Regions from separate parts of the Rattus norvegicus genome. Here region 2 is linked to region 1. A link is a contact called in public Hi-C data. All regions are on one chromosome and are shown on one strand. The core of a region is the stretch at or near the end of the contact, and the rest is flanking DNA. Distances in the headings are between cores, read along the strand shown. Region 1 holds the start of Hnrnpa3 (heterogeneous nuclear ribonucleoprotein A3). Region 2 has its middle 55 kb from the start of Agps.

Region 1 (7,881 bases), core at 1,426-3,925:
TACCTCTCTAGAAACAGCTCTCTTTGGTTCCACCACACGTCCATCAACCTTGTGTGGCCGAGCACACATTGCAGCATCCACCTCTTCGACACAAGAGTAGGTCACAAAACCAAAGCCTCTGGAACGTTTTGTTTGAGGATCTCTCATTACCTATAAAATAGTTCAAAGTATTAAATAATCCTATAGGTCTCCATCCCTTTCTAAGATCATTTTTACCCCAAGAACTCACCACACAATCTGTAAGTGTGCCCCATTTCTCAAAATGTTCTCTTAAGCTATCATCTGTGGTTTCAAAGCTCAGACCACCAATAAACAGCTTCCTCAGCTGCTCTGGTTCCTTTGGATCGTGGCCCTGAGGAAAAAGATTGATAGTTATTTTTTTTCTTGGAGAAAATGAACTTTAAGTTATAGGTGTCTCAAAACCCGTAACAACATTCCATCCAATTAAAAAAAATCTGCTCCACGCTGGGCATGATAATACACACCAGTTAACTTCAGCGTTTGGGAGACAGAGACTGGCCTGGACTACATATCCAATTTTTTAAGGCCAGTATGAGGTTGTCTAGTATGAGGTGAGTAGGTTGTCTTAAAAACAAACAAAACCCTCTAAAAATGGTATCGGGGTCACTTTAAAGTATAACTAAACTGAACCCCAAACGGTCCCAGACTTCTTCAAAACTAATTTTTTAAAGCTACAACTAAAAGTCTAGAATAGTTCAGATGTTTGTAACAAGTCATTCACTAGAAAAATTAACCCCAAAGACTCAGCATTATTCATTCAACCCATGCCATTTCCACTGTCCTCAGTCTGCAACACCAACAAACCCATAATTTTAAAACATGATCCATAAAATGCAACTTAAGCTTACAATGGCAAATTAAAAGAAATTCACATTTCCAGCCAGTCAGTTATTAAGACATTCCTACGCAAAATAGGCATATCCCACAAAGAACAAAACAGAACACAGCCAAGACGTAAAAACAATCCCATAATAATACCTTGTAGGGACTAAGGGTGTGGGTGGGTGAGTTTTGAGGCAGGCTCAAGATAAGGGCAGGCTAAGCTAGCCTGGAACTTGAGGCAGTCCTACCTTACTTAGCCTTTCAAATACTAGGATAACAGGTGGGCACGCAACATTCACACGTAGTTCCACTACTTAGCTATCTGTAATCAATTTACCTTGGTTATACCCATTTCCGTCGAATGGTTTTAAGTGACTTCGAATGCGATTCCTATATTCACAACTACGTAAACTTGGATTTACAAGGCATAGTACATGCTGCCTGACCAGAGGAATTAGGAACAAAACCGTAACTGACTTAGGAAATAATCTACACTGTGACTTTCTTTTGAAGGTTTTACTTTCGCGTGAACGCTTTTAATGAACGCATTAAGACAATTCAACACAAGTCCTTACGGGGGCTCACATTTACACATTTAAAACATCTTCCATTCTCTAGAAACAGAAATGTTAGGACATTCAATATAATAAAAACAGCCACATACCAGAAACCCGTTAAATGATCAACTACCCAAATAATTCACTTAGTCCCATTTATTCAAGCCTCGGATAAATGAATTTGACAATACACAAAAAACAACATCTCTATACACACAAAATTCACGTAATCGTGGTTATGTTCGAGTGTGATCGCAGTTCTCTAAAACCAAAATCCAGTAAACCATAACCCGGGCCAATCCGAAATATGAGAAATTAGATAAATAAGTTCCAAATAAACAACTACACTCAAAACCCCGAAATGGTTAAGACTTCAACCGTAGGACGCTGTAAATACTCCATTCCAAATCCTTGAGCACAAGCAGCGGGTTAGGAAGCACCTTAAAGCAGCAAGCTTTTCAGTAATGTATCCCCAAATGAGCGCTGAGAAAATCCGGCCAGAATATTGCGCGGATTGTCATCACCCAGAAGGCCCGCCAAGGCCTAGATAGATCCGCGCCGGCAGCACCCCAGCGGAAAGCACCGCGCCCGGAGCCTGGAGGCCATCTGCGGCATTTTCTGCCCGGCCGCCTCCCGCCGTTCCCTCCAATCCCGCGCACTCCTTCTTGGCGGCGTAGCCAGGCGGCGGCCATTGCGGGCCAATGCGCCATTTCGTAACGCGGCGGCAGATCAATGTCAATGTGGCCGCCGCCCGCCTGCTCGCTCGCCCGGATGTGCTCCTCCCCTCCCCCACCTCCTCCTCCCAACCGCTCCCGCGGAGGCCCGCCATGCCGCCCGCGGCCTCGCCAGTCAGGCCCCACAGCCCGAGGGCTCCTCGCCGGGCCGCAGACCTACTCCCCGGCCGCGCCGCGTCTTCGAGGGCTGCTGGTGCGGCCGGCCGAGAGGACCAGGGCGAAGGAGGGCCTGGATGAGGCCACTCGGCCCGCTCCCCTCCCCCTCCCACCGCCCTCAGAGCAAAGCGCGGGACGATCGTCCCGGTTTCCCCCGGCCTCCCCGCTCCCATCGAGCCAAAGCCCCCCCAAGCCGGCAACTACCCAGCAACCCCCCGCTCTCCCCCTAATACCTCCTCCCCCCGGCGGCGGCGGCGACGGCCGGAGTCAGGCTGGGGGCGACCGGGCGGCGGTTTTACCTCCATTTTGAGACCGGACTCGCCTCTTCCAACTCGAGTTCAATATGGGACCGAGAGGAAGAGGCGGGGCTAGTAACCACGTGATGTTCTATCCGCGCGCCGCCCGCCCATCGGGGGCGGGGTCACGCCAAAGCGGAGCGCGACTGGACCAGTGGGTTGGCGGGCCGAGAGTGGAGAGCAGGGATTGGGCCGCCAACGGGAGCGCGCGCGCCTCGCCAACTTCCAACGCAGCGCCGCCCTCGCCGCGGTTCGCGCCCGGCAGCTACGCTTACGTCAGCTGCAGCTTGACCAATAGCGAGTGCCCACGTCGGGAGAAAGCCGCGTGACCGCGCGTCAGCTTAGAGAAAGGCCTTTCCCTTTCTTCCAGCGCCTCTCGCCCCTCCCCCGCGCTCTTCTGGGTCTCTATTTCCGAGTTCGCCCCACTCCAGTGCCAGATTTAAAGTCACGCTTTTCTTACTTGAGACTTAAGGTTGTAAGAAAGTCGATTGACCCCTTCGCCTTCCTCGCGGGTGCCCAAATATCGGAAGCCGAGGTGTGGAAAATATGGCTCCGCCAGCTTGGGAGACCCACACTGCAAGTTTCAGTCTTGCACTTCTCACAGACCGCAAAATGCGGCTGAGTTAATAAGATTTCACCTTAGGCAACTTGCTTATTTAAAAGATTAAGATAGTCTGCGAGGAAGAAGCAGAACCACTTGTTTTGGGTACAGAATCTAGAGAATGGGACCATTTCCAAAGTTTCTAAAAGGCTTCTGGCCATATAGGCTACCTACCTGTTGACTAGATATTTGTTCCTTATTTAATGTGGTCATCTGTTTCAAGTTTTACTGTGCAGCATGTGAATGAAATAAGTCGAATCCTTTTTCTGCCTGGCAAAGGGATTCGGAATCATTTGGACTTTAGTTGCTCAAGTAAAAGTGAACATAGGATTAGGTGATCTCGAAACACCCACTGTAAGGGGCCATGGTTCGCTGAAGAATGACACCCCCCGGACTCATGTAAACGCAAAATGTTTTATTCTGTAGACGTCTAGCATGCTGGAGTTTCCCATTACCAAGATAGAGCCGGAAATAAGTTCGCAGGCTCAGTTTAAAGCACCTTAGTGGAATCCCGGGGTTGGTGGTTGTCTTTCTCTAGGTATTCCAGAACCGTTGCCGGGGTGTGGTGGCTGGAAACTGTTGCTGAGGAATCCGGGGGTAGGTGGGCTGTGTTCTACTGCTATCTCTAAGAACATTCCATTACTGGGGCGTGGGGGCTGGCTGGAAACTATTGACCCATTGTCCTTGTTTCAGGCCAGGTGGTGGGGCAGTTTCTGACTAGCTGAAGCCTGGGATTTTAGGCCTAGTTCCTTAACTGCTAATTTGAAGCCTGTCGTGGAATCAGCCTAGCCTTCTCACCACAACTGTAGATTAACAATTTACAGATTTGCCAGGCATAGTATGGGACACCTCTAGCCTACTCTGAAGAAAGAGGCTGATGTGTCTCTGGCCCTACGTGGAGTTTCAGGGAGCCAGTGTATATATAGTGAGACCCTGTCTCAAAAGGAAAGAAAAAAATTTGCAGATCTCTATTTAAAAGTATTGGGGCGGGGGGGGGGGGAGGCACAATTGACAAAGTCTTTTCCTGAAACAAATTGCATATTTTAACATTCTGTGTAACAAATTCCTTTGTAGTTTAACTGTTCCTTCCTGTGAAAGATTAGAAATGGATTCAGATGGTGGCACACACCTTTAATTCCAACACTCAATCGTGAGGCCTTAGCCTGGATCCTCATCTCTGCACACTGGACGGGTGACACACCTTCTAATCCCTCAAACTCACAGTGCTTGGGGAATGGAGGTTGGGAATTTCAAAAGAACCAGGGCAGCCACATGTGGTGCCTCAGGACTTTAGTCACAGCAATCAGGAAGCAGATGCAGAAGGATCTCTGAGAGTACCAGGCCAGCTAGCTCTTGGACATAGACACCCTGTCTCAAAACAGTTCAAGGACATTTACAAAGTGGGTGTGAGGCCACCCTGGGCTACAGGATACCCTGGTTCTAGTTTGCTTTCTGTTGCTGTAATAAACGCCATGACCAAAACCAACTTAGAAGAGGAAAACCTGGTGTAATTCCAGGTCGTGGTCACCACTGAAGGAAATCAAGGCAGGAATTGAGGCAGAAACTACAGCCGATCTTTGGCTGGCTTGCTCCCTGGGGCATGCTCAGCTACCTCTCTCTCTCTTTTTTTTTTTTTTTTTTTTTTTTTCCGGAGCTGGGGACCGAACCCAGGGCCTTGCGCTTCCTAGGCAAGCGCTCTACCACTGAGCTAAATCCCCAACCCTACCTCTCTTTTTTTGATCCTTGGTTTTTCGAGATGGTTTTGAGAGACCGAGTTTTTGGCTTTAGACTCCATCTTAGAAAGCCTGACCGAAGTTTACACTCAAGTAAGCTAACAGTTCAGTATCTAGCTCCAGTCTCCAGTTTACCTCCAATAAAACCTGAGCCTAGCTCCAGTTTCCAGGCTACCTCAAACAAGGCCTGCTTCTCCAGGTATGTTCCCCAACAAATCCCGAATCTAGCACTGGTTTCCAGGTTATTCCTCAACGAATCTACACCTGGGTTTGATAACCTGCCTAATAGCCACCAATTAAAAAAAAAAAAATACCAGAAGTTTATGGTTTGGCTCCTAGCACCAGCCAATTACACTAAAGGCCATAGTAACACCCCAATTAGATGCTTGCAAGGCCAGAAACACTCACTGCTTGATTGCCATTTTCTATGAAACCTTGTTCCATTGATGGGCCTTTCCTCACCAGAACTGTCCTGTGGGTCTGCAGTGTGTTAAGCCCCAAGCTTGACCTTGTTAATAAAGACCCTGGTGTGATCGCATTGGATAGGCTCCTGATTGGTCTTTTGGGGTTCCTGAATATCCTTGGTACTACATTTTAGCGCATAGGCCTGGTTCTCCAGGGCTTTCAGGACTACCTCATCTAGATGCTGGCAAATCCAGGTCTATATAGGAATATCTGTATGTGTTTGTAGCCCATGGTAAGCTTTCTGCTTCCTGTCTGTACACTAAATGTGTGCATGTAGTCTTGCTGTGAAGCAGTTCGGTTCCACATGCAGTCGTAAACTCTGAGTGGTGCCACATCTGTAAATCTGTTCTGGAAAAAGACCTTGACTTTATATGTATGGCCGAGATGCAGTTAAGATAGATGTATCAGGGGGCCATGGCCACAAGGGATGAGGAGACGTCCTGAGACCCACTCTGAAGTGGGCATGGACTTGGAGAGCCAAGGGCGCCTCACCAATCTGATTACTTTCATCTGTTCCTGACAAGGAGGAGGGGATAAGTTTCTTTTCTTGTGTGTAATTGTAGAGAGGAAAGGTCAGATTTGTGTTTTTTTTTTTGTGTTAAGGGATGAGGTGATTTTTTGTATGAGTGCCACTTTCTGTATAGAGAAATTAGAACTTGTGTTTTTGTTTTAAGACATTTATTTATTTGTTTAATGTATGTGAGCACACTGTAGCTGTCTTCAGATACCCGAAGAGGGCACTAGATTGCATTACAGATGGTTGAGAGCCACCATGTGGTTCCTGGGAATTGAACTCAGGACCTATCTGCAAGCACCAAAGAAAATAAACTATTAAAGGCACGGACGACTACGAAGATACAGACACTGTCTGTCATTACATAGTCGGACAGACGCTAAGAGCAGTTCATGGAGTTGAATCCATCAGAAACTTTATCCATTTAGCCCTGCTCTCCCTTATAGACAGCCTCAGCCCCGTGTATATAAACCCTGGGCACCTGGTTAACAGACACATGCATTGGCTCTAGCGTCTAGTCTACAACAGTCACTAGGATGCTTCAGTCATAGCCAACTCCCAGCTTGTGCATACTGAACTAGCATCCTATTATATCCATTGAGCTACATCCCAGTCCTAATTCCTGTAAACCACTTTAGGAGGTAAATCCTATCATTATTCTCATTCCTTTTGGGTAAGTAACCCAAGGGAAGTTGACTGGATTCACCAGGGGGCCTCAGACTCACTCTGTAGCTGAGTATGATTTTGATTTTTCTGAGACTCTTGTCTCCACCTAAGTGCTGGGATCATAGGCTTCTGCCACCCTACCTGGTCCCTTTATGTTTTGTTCCTAATCAAACATAGATACTGAATTTCTCATTCTAGGGTTAGGTCAGCTAGAGACACACCTGATAAGCATGGTGGCTCATGTTTGTACTCTAAGACTTCAGGAATCTAAGACTAAGTGTATGGTCAGGAGGCCAAACAGATGGCACAGTAAGTTCAAGGCTTACCTAGGCTACAAAGTAGGACTACATCTCAGACAGAGAGAGTATAGATGATAGATGCCTCTGGAAGTCGTGGTGAGAGGAGATAACTGACTCTACCAAGCTGTGGCATGCATGCAGACACTCCTACATGCACATCACACACACACACACACACACACACACACACACACACACACACACACACACAAGCTAAAAGATAAAAAGGGCTTGGAGAGATGGTTCAACAGCTAAGAGCACTGGCTGCTCTTCCAGGGAACCCAGGCTTGATTCCCAGCACACACGTGATGGCTCACAACTGTAACTCCAGCTCCAGGAGATCCAGTGCCCTCTTCTGGCCTCTGTAGGTACCAGGCATTGACATGGTACATGCAATGTGAGTAAAACACCCAAACACATGCAATAAAATAAAAATAAATTAAAATTTAAAAAATATTTTCAAAAACTTAAAATGAACAAAAAGTAAAAGAGGGGGCTGGAGAGATGGCTCAGCGGTTAAGAGCACTGACTGCTCTTTCAGAGGTCCTGAGTTCAATTCCCAGCAGCCACATGGTGGCTCACAACCATCTGTAACAGACTCTGGTGTATCTGAAGACAGCTACAGTGTACTCATATACACTAAATAAATAAAAAATTTTTTTAAACAGTAAAAGAGGAGGGTTGGGGATTTAGCTCAGTGGTAGAGTGCTTGCCTAGCAAGCGCAAGGCCCTGGGTTCAGTCCCCAGCTCCGAAAAAAAGAAAGAAAAAAAAAGTAAAAGAGGAATTCAGTATTATGCCTTACCTTTTTTTCTGGATCTAAGATCTCACCCTGTATTCCAGACTGGCCTTAGACTCTTGGTATTCCCTTCAGACCACTAAAATTACAGATGTATGTCACCATATCTAGAAACTTACATTTTTTTTAATGGTATTTTCTGCAAGTCTATTGAGTCAGTTATGGCTGTCATTTAGGAAAAGGGAAGCTTCTGCTTGGTAGCCATCATTGCTGTCCTTCC
Region 2 (7,881 bases), core at 1,886-4,385, 110 kb before region 1:
TTTCTCTCTCTCTCAATTTTAAAAGGTATGGGGAAAGGAAGAGTTGAGACAGTATTTCATGCAACCCAAGCTGGCTTCATATTTGTTATGGAACCAAAGCTGGCTTTGACTTCCTGCACCTCTGCCTCCACCTCCCTAGTACATGGGTATATACCACCATGCCGAACTCCTTCCTCCCCCTCCTCCTCCTCCTCCTCCTCCCCTCCTCCCCCTCCTCCTCCTCCTCCTCCCCTTCCTCCTCCCCCTCCTCCTTCCCCTCCTCCTCCTCCCCCCTCCTCCCCCTCCTCCTCCTCTTCCTCCTCCCTCCCTCCTCTTCCTCCTGGTCCTGCTCCTCCTGCTCCTCCTGCTCCTCCCCCTTCCTCCCCCTGCAGTCATTCCAGGAAATTGCTCTTAACATCACGCCTGTCCTTGAATGAATACCTAGAGTAATTAGGTGTGTGTTGAAATCAGTTAATATTATGGCCAATTGGCCTGACTCCCTTTCCCAGGCCACTCTTGGGTGCTCCGAGATCACTGTATACTTTCCCATGGGCTCTGAGCGTCACGACAAAATCAAATCCTAAAGTGAGCAGGACAAGAAGCATGGAAATAAATGCTACACACTGGGTAGGAGCAGGAGCCTGGATGGGCAAGTGGCTCTGTACTTGCTCTGTAGCCAAAGCCCTGGGATGACGCCCAGCCTCCATGCTTCTTAAGGACAGTAATACCCTGAGTACAAGCCAGTGGTCCTTAGCACAGTCAACCCCGAGACTCGGGAGTGTCAGAGAAGTGATAGACTCTTCCTGACTAGTTATCCATGTGACCTGCCTAGACCACCATTCCCAGATCTCTGTTATCTTTAAATGTGCTCAAGAGAGGTCCTTCCGGTGAGCTATGGTCCTTGGATTCTCTTCCTTAGGCACGACTCAGTATCTCATTCCTCAGTATGATGCATGGTAATATAAGAAACAGACATTTGAGACGCTGGAGAGATGGCTCAGGTATTAAGAGCATGGGCTGCTGCTCTTCCAGAAGATACTATTTGATCTCTAGCACCCACATGACAGGTCACAACTATCTCTAACTCCAGTTTCAGATACCCTTCTTTGACCTCTGTGGGAACCAGCTATACCCACGGTACACAGACACACAGGCAGGCAAAATATTCATATACATAAAATCTAAGAAGAGATAGAACCCAATCAGAGTAGTACAGGCCTGTCGTCCCAGCACTCGGGAGGCAGAGGCTAGCAGATCTGTTAAGCGTTCAAGTCAAACCTGGTCAATATAGTGTGAGTTCAGGACAGACAGAGCTGCATAGTGAGACCGAGTCTCAGAAAGAGGAGGAGGAGGGGGGGAGGAGGAGGGGAGAGGAGGAGGGGGAGGAGGAGGGGGAGGAGGGGGAGGAAGAGGGGAGGAGCAGGGGGAGGGGGAGGGGAGGGAAAGGAGGAATAGGAGGGGAAGAGGAGGAGGAGGGGGAGGAAGAGGAGGAAGGGGATGAAGATCCATAGCTATTTAACAGAGAAGAGTGGGTGTAGTTCAGTGACAGAGGGCTTGCCTAGCATGCACAAAACACTTGATTCAATCCCTAGCACCATCAAGGAACAATAAATATAACAGATTAATTGGCTTCCAATTTTGGTTCCTGGCAGACAACTCCAAAGCCCATGAAGGCCCCAGAGTGCTGAATGTCTTCTACTAATGAAACCACTGGGTGCCGGAGGCCCCTAACCAGCTTCAGGATAGAAACCGATCACCAAAATCCAGCCGCACCCTAGCTTTCTCGTTGTTGGAACCAAAATAACTTAAGGAAGGAAGGGTTTACTTTGTGGTCATTTTGAGGACATTCGGTCCGTCACAGCCCACAAGGCAGGCCAGCAAGAGAGTGAGATGGATAGTCACATTGCATGGTCACATTGTATGGGTCAGCCCCTTCTGAAGCAAAGCAAGATGCATACTGGTACTCTGCTTGCTTCTTCTGTTTTCTCTTTTTATTCAGGCTGGGACAGGGGATGATGTCATGGACTTGAGACTGGGTCTTCCTCTTTGGAAAAGCCTTCACAGACCTGTGCACAGGTGAGTCTCTAGCTGCAGTCAATGATAATGAAAACCCAAGTCACCAACCCCCAGCCTCTAGTAAAGGAGGGAAGTGGAAGATTGGATTGGTTGCCAATGATCAGTGATGTACTCGATCGTGTTTATGTATGTAATACCACCTCCATAAAAGCCCACAGGACAGAACTTGGGGGTCGGTCTCCACATGGCTGAACATGTGGGTTCCCAGAGGGTGGCTTACTCTCCCACCCCCACCCCTGCCGCTCCCCCACACCCCAGCTTTTGCATCCATCTGGCTGATCATCTGCATCCTTTGTAATGAGTGGAAGTAAATGGAAGGTTTTCCTATTGTCTGGGTTGCTCTAGCAAACTAACGGATACTGGGGAGGAGCCATGGGAACCCCGGATCCGGGATAGTCAGTCAGGATCCTAGGCAACAACCTGCTATCTGCAATTGGTCTGAAATGGAGGACTCCTGTGGGACACTCCGGAATTTGTCAGTTCTGACGCTGCCTCCAGTAAACAACGTTAGAACTAAGCTAAATTGTAAGACGCAACGCTGTACCCCTGGAGAACGATTGTTGGAAAAAGAAATCCCCATACATTTTAGTGACCAGTATGTCACATTGGTTGAGTTTATAAAGAAGAGAAAAAAAAAATCACCCTATCACTTCCCACCCACACACCCACCCCAAGAAAAGGGCAGGCCCACTGACTCTGTCCGAAATTCAGTCTAGGTCCAGCTCACCCTGAACTATAGGAGGATTTCTGGCGGTTAGATAAAAGTCAGCATTCCTCAGGAACTTGTGGAACTGGTTCCCCTCTACCAAAAGGAATCATTTCCCTTACCTCTGGCAGAAGGGACACATGGTTCTATTGACTTGGACCTGTGGCTGTGTATCAAAACCCACGCCAGGCTCCCTCAGTCCCTATTCACAAGTACTTTCAGTACAGAAAAAAAAAAAAAGCTCCTATCCTGGACTTTCTCAACTTAGATGATACTCTCTATATAACCCCTGTCCCCCATGCCCCAGGTCCTGCTATTCTCCCCACCCCCTCTGGCTCCTCCCCTCTGCCCCTCTGGCTCCTCCCCTCTGCCCCCTCTGGCTCCTCCCCTCTGGCTCCCTCCTGCCCCTCCTCCCCTCTGGCTCCTCCTCCCTCACTCTCTCTATGGCTCTGCTTTCTCACTAACCCTCTCCCTTTCACTATTCTCTCTTCGCTCGCTATTCACCTTCCTCTCGAAGACAGCCCTAACCATGTCCAATCTGCTTCTCTTTCTCTCTGCTCTGGACTCTTCCAAATGCTTCTGGATACTTTCTCTCTCTTACGCATAATAAATACCTTCCCCTTAACCAAACCGTGGAACTGTCGTGTCAGCTTCTTACACACACACACACACACACACACACACACACACACACACACACACATGCTTCATCCAAAACAGTTCCTCATGGATCCCATCTCATCACCGAGTCCCATGACACCTCTAATTCTTCACTTTCTAGCCAGAAAAATCTCAGTCTCCCCACAAAAACCGTGCTTCCTCTGCAGCCGCGATGAGTGCAGACAGGGCCAGCTCCTCTCTATACACACTGCCATGACATTGTTTCTCAGTCCTTTACCCTCTGAGACCCACTCCACAGAGTCATTGTGCCTTGCATCCTGTGCCCGCTGTCAGCCACTACCTATCTGTTCCTTTTTATCACCATCCCGTCTCTAGGCTGCTCTTTCTCAATCCCTGTATCTTCAATTTTGCCTCTCTACCAGTTCCTTCCTTCCTTCCTAGACTAAAAAATGCCACATTCCTTCCGTCTGAGCCTTCTCTCCTCCCCTGGTCATTGGTGTTTGTGGATGATTCTCTATATTCACTGTTTCAACTTGCTCACCTCCTGCACACTCCCCAGAATTGTCTCCTTCAAGATAATCTGGGATCTACACACAGTTAAATTCGAAGGACTTTTTTCCTTTTGACCCATGGCAACTCTTGGCATAACAGGCTCTTGGATCTTTCTCTTACCTGAACATCTATAACTCCCCCTCTCCCTCTCCTTTTTCCTCTCTCTGTCTTCCTCTTTCCTCTCCCTCCTTTTCTCTCCCTCTCCCCCTCCTCCCTCCCTCTCATCTCTCCCTCTCCTCTCCCCTCTCCTCTCCTTCCACTCCCTTTCCTCTCTCCCCCTCTTCTCTCCCCATCCTCTCTCCCCTCTTCCCTCCTCCTCCTCCCTTCCTCTCCTCTTCCCTCCCCATCCTCTCTCCCCTCTTCCCTCCTCCTCCTCCCTTCCTCTCCTCTTCCCTCCCCCCTCTCTCCCTCCTCTCTTCCTACCCTCTTCCCTTCCCACTCTCTCTCCCTCCTCTCTTTCTCTCCTCTCCCTCTCTCTCCTCTCGCCTCCCCATCTCTCTCTTCCTCCTCCCCGTCCTCCTTCCCCCCCCCTTCTCTCTCCTCACCACCAACCACACCCCACCCAAACCAGTTTTCAGGCTTCTTTTCAAACCATTTCCTGGCAGCTCCATGTTTGTAGTGAGTAGGAATCTCACAGATGCCAGACTCCACAAACACCTATGCAAAAACGAAATCTGCGCCAGAGGAAATGTGATTTCCAAATCTAGACTTTCAGCATCCTTCCTGGCAGATTTAATCTGTCTAGATTTAATCTAGACGCTCTCAAGTGGATTCTGTGATTTGTCTGTCAACTGAAGTTGCATGAATATTCTAGTTCAGAATTTAATTTCAGACCTTCCTTCTCCTGTTCTTGCCTGGTAGGGCTCCTTGGATGGCCGCCCAAGGGAATGAGGAAGCAGATGAAGCCCACGTGTGATTGACTGCGGTGTTTTGAGGGTAGGGAAGGAGGCCCTACTGTTAGTCTGAGCCGTTAATACTGTTTCCTCAACACACGCTGGGCCCAGCGCATGCTCTGGGACATTGGGTCCAGCCAGCTGGCCCTGATGAAAGCAGTTTCTAGTCCTAGAAGGCTGGTATCTCTTGAAACCCAAGCCATCAATCTAGGAATAACCTTTCCTTTTCTAACCTTCCCAACTTTCCTAAAGCCGAAACTCTTTAACACAGTTCCTCATGTTGTGGTGACCCCTGACCCCAAACATAAAATTATTTTTGTTGCTATTTCATAACTGTAATTTTGCTACTGTTATGAATTGTAAGGTAAATATTTTTGAGGATAGAGGTTTGACAAAGGGGCCGTGACCGACTTTGAGAACCACTGCCTTACCACCTCTTCTTTCACACTGTGCTGCCTTGAATGAAAGTGGCTCCCATAGGCTCATATATTTGAATGCTTAGTCTTCTGATGGTAGAATTGTTTGACAGGGAGCATAGCCTCATTGGAGGAGGTGTGTCCTTGTTAGAATAAGCGTGTCACTGGGAGTGGGCTTTGAGGTTTCAAAAACGCATGTCAGGTTCAGTCTGTCTGTCTGTTTGTCTGTCTGTCTGTCTCTCTCTCTCTCTTCTTTCTGCTTATTTATTTAGGATTTTTTATCAGGATTTATTAAGCTCTCAGCTACTTCTCTAGCACAATGCCTGCCTGCATGCTACCACATACCCCACCATGATGATAATGGTCTAACCTTAATGGTCTAACCTTCTGAAACTGTAATCAATCCCCCAATTACATGCTTTTTTAAAAAGAGTTGCCTTGATCATGGTGTCTTTCTTTTTTTTTTAAAGATTCATTTTATTTATTTACACTGTAGCTGTCTTCAGACACACCAGAAGAGGGCATCAGATCCCATTACAAATGGTTGTAAGCTACCATGTGGTTGCTGGATTTGAACTCAGGACCTCTGGAAGAGCAGTCAGTGCTCTTAACCACTGAACCATCTCTCCATATCCATTGTGGTGTCTTTTCATAGCAATAGAACACTAACCAAGGCACATATCAACTATTTCTTCACTCACCACAGAGGGAAAAGTAACCAAGTCACATTTATGCAGTTGTGCAGATTGGTTTGATTGGATCAGTTTTATCTCCAAGTTAAAGAACAAAATGGTTTATGTTTATACTTTGTAACCTAGAGCCCTGGTCTCTGTCAATGGCAGACTCTCTTCACAATAATGTGCTTTACATTTGATTGACAAAACAATTTGGTAGAGGGGAAGGGAGGGCTTATACATGTGTACCCAGTTATACAGGTTGCCAGCCAGAGCCTGAGGAGAAAGAGGTGTCTGGAAACCCAAGAGAACTTCCCACGTTGTCCTGCCCCACTCTTCCCAAGCCACAGTTTTAAACAGATAATCTACTTGCTTCGACTTTCCCGCTGCCTTTAGGATAAAATCTGACAGATGAGCTTAGATCCACGAGGGACTGAAGAGCTGGTTCAGAGGATCCGCGTTCAGTTCTCAGAAACCAAGAGGTGATGTTGTCTCTAAATATTCCTCAGCAGAAGATGCAGGAAGAGGAGAGTCAGGCTGGAAAATGTTGATACCTTATATTAAGCAAGAGAGGAAGTTGTATGCAGAAGCAAGCTGGTGTTTGAGGGAACTGGGAGAAACAGAGAAAGGGAATTCTGGGGAAAGTGGTGGGAAGGTGGGGGGTTTTGGTGGTGGTGGTTTTTTGGGGTGGGTGGTTGGTAAAGACAGGGTCTAGCAATAGGGTCAAGCCTAGGCTGGCCTTGAACTCACAGCAATCCCCTTGCTTTAGCTCCCAAGAGCTGGGATTGCAAGTGTGTGGCACCCAACTTAAGAAAGCCATTCTTAACAAGCAGAGTTAACTGGTAGAAGTGAAAGCCAGAACAAATCAGTCTGTCCTGGCTTGAAGCCATCTGTGACCTTTTTCCCCAGCAGAGCAAAGAGAGAAAGTGTACAGTAGGCTTTAGTCAGAGGTGGAGGTTAGGAAGACAGGAGACAATCTGTCAGGGAGGGAAGGCAATTACTGAAAGACTCACAGGAAAGAGGAAAGAAAGCAGGGGAAGGGAGAGGGGTCCTTGGTTCTGTGAATCATGGAGATCGAGAGCAGGGAAGGACTCTGCTCAGTGAAAGCTCTGTGAGCCTGATAAAGCAATGCCAGAGTCTTCTTAGTATTTTCTCCACAGAGTGAAAAGGTGAAGGTCCTCTTAAATCATTAACCTAACTGGCACTCAAGTCTGGGCAGACTCTGTCGGGCTGGGTGATAAGATTCTGTGACCACTCCAAGGCTAGAAAAGCGTGCTCCACCTTCCGTGTCTGAACAAGCCCAATCCGGCTCCCCAGTCCTGCTGAAGTAGATCAGAGGTCTGCACCAGGATTGCCCGACTTCTCCTGTGGACCACATTCCAGGATGTAGGACCTTCTGCTGATACCAAGTTCAGGCTTTTAGGGGGTCATGATGTGACCCTGCTTGACTCTGCCCCTCACCACAGGGGACAGAGACTGTGAGGCCAAGGAGATATTCTCAGAATTCACAACTTCCTTCTAGACCTCACTAGGGTATCTTGGCTTACCTCAGAATTCCTTGTTCAAATGTACCAAGACTAATTCCAGGACTTGCCTAGACTTCTTCCTCAGCCATCTTCCTCAGAGAAGACTACAATACTAGGATGTGTGATTAGCCCCAGGCTTGCCAAGTGGAACCTGTTGCATGGTGTGTGGCCTGGGACAACCATTTAAAAGCCCTGCTCTGTCAGGGATAGGAAGAGTAGAGTTTCAGATTGGTGTCCAGGCTGCCCTGTGACTTTACTTTCTGGTACAAAACCCCAAAGAGTCCAAGAGTTTTATATTCTAATCTGGCCAGTCTTTGGTTTTATCAAAGTGGGAAAATCCTATTTATCAATTTTACTTAGAACTTTCCCACAGTTAAACATATGAATTCTATTGTCCCATTTGTCCCTTTACCTTTGGCCTTTAATGGACCAGCCTGA

The links. A called contact is a pair of places that touch in the nucleus more often than the background predicts.
Region 2: a Hi-C map of mammary epithelial cells shows a contact between it and region 1, with 2.4 times the contacts expected there. The contact joins the enhancer-like site here to the promoter of Hnrnpa3 in region 1. A contact is called at or near these places in 4 of 12 Hi-C or Micro-C datasets (the A7r5 cell line, the Rat2 cell line, liver and 1 more).

What each region holds. Positions count from the first base shown.
Region 1 is chr3:80,980,728-80,988,608 of GRCr8, reverse strand. It overlaps Hnrnpa3 (heterogeneous nuclear ribonucleoprotein A3), which reads right to left and starts at 2,675. Exons shown (of 11, transcript NM_001111294.1): 1 at 2,524-2,675; 2 at 230-352; 3 at 4-150. The coding sequence starts at 2,595.
Region 2 is chr3:81,095,240-81,103,120 of GRCr8, reverse strand. No RefSeq gene overlaps it. Among named protein-coding and RNA genes, the nearest start is that of Agps, 55 kb to the left of the region's middle. Within about 2 kb of position 3,135, at least 10 of the 93 cell types and tissues checked have an H3K27ac peak or open chromatin away from gene starts, as enhancers often do. A contact at or near this core is called in liver, where this site is marked.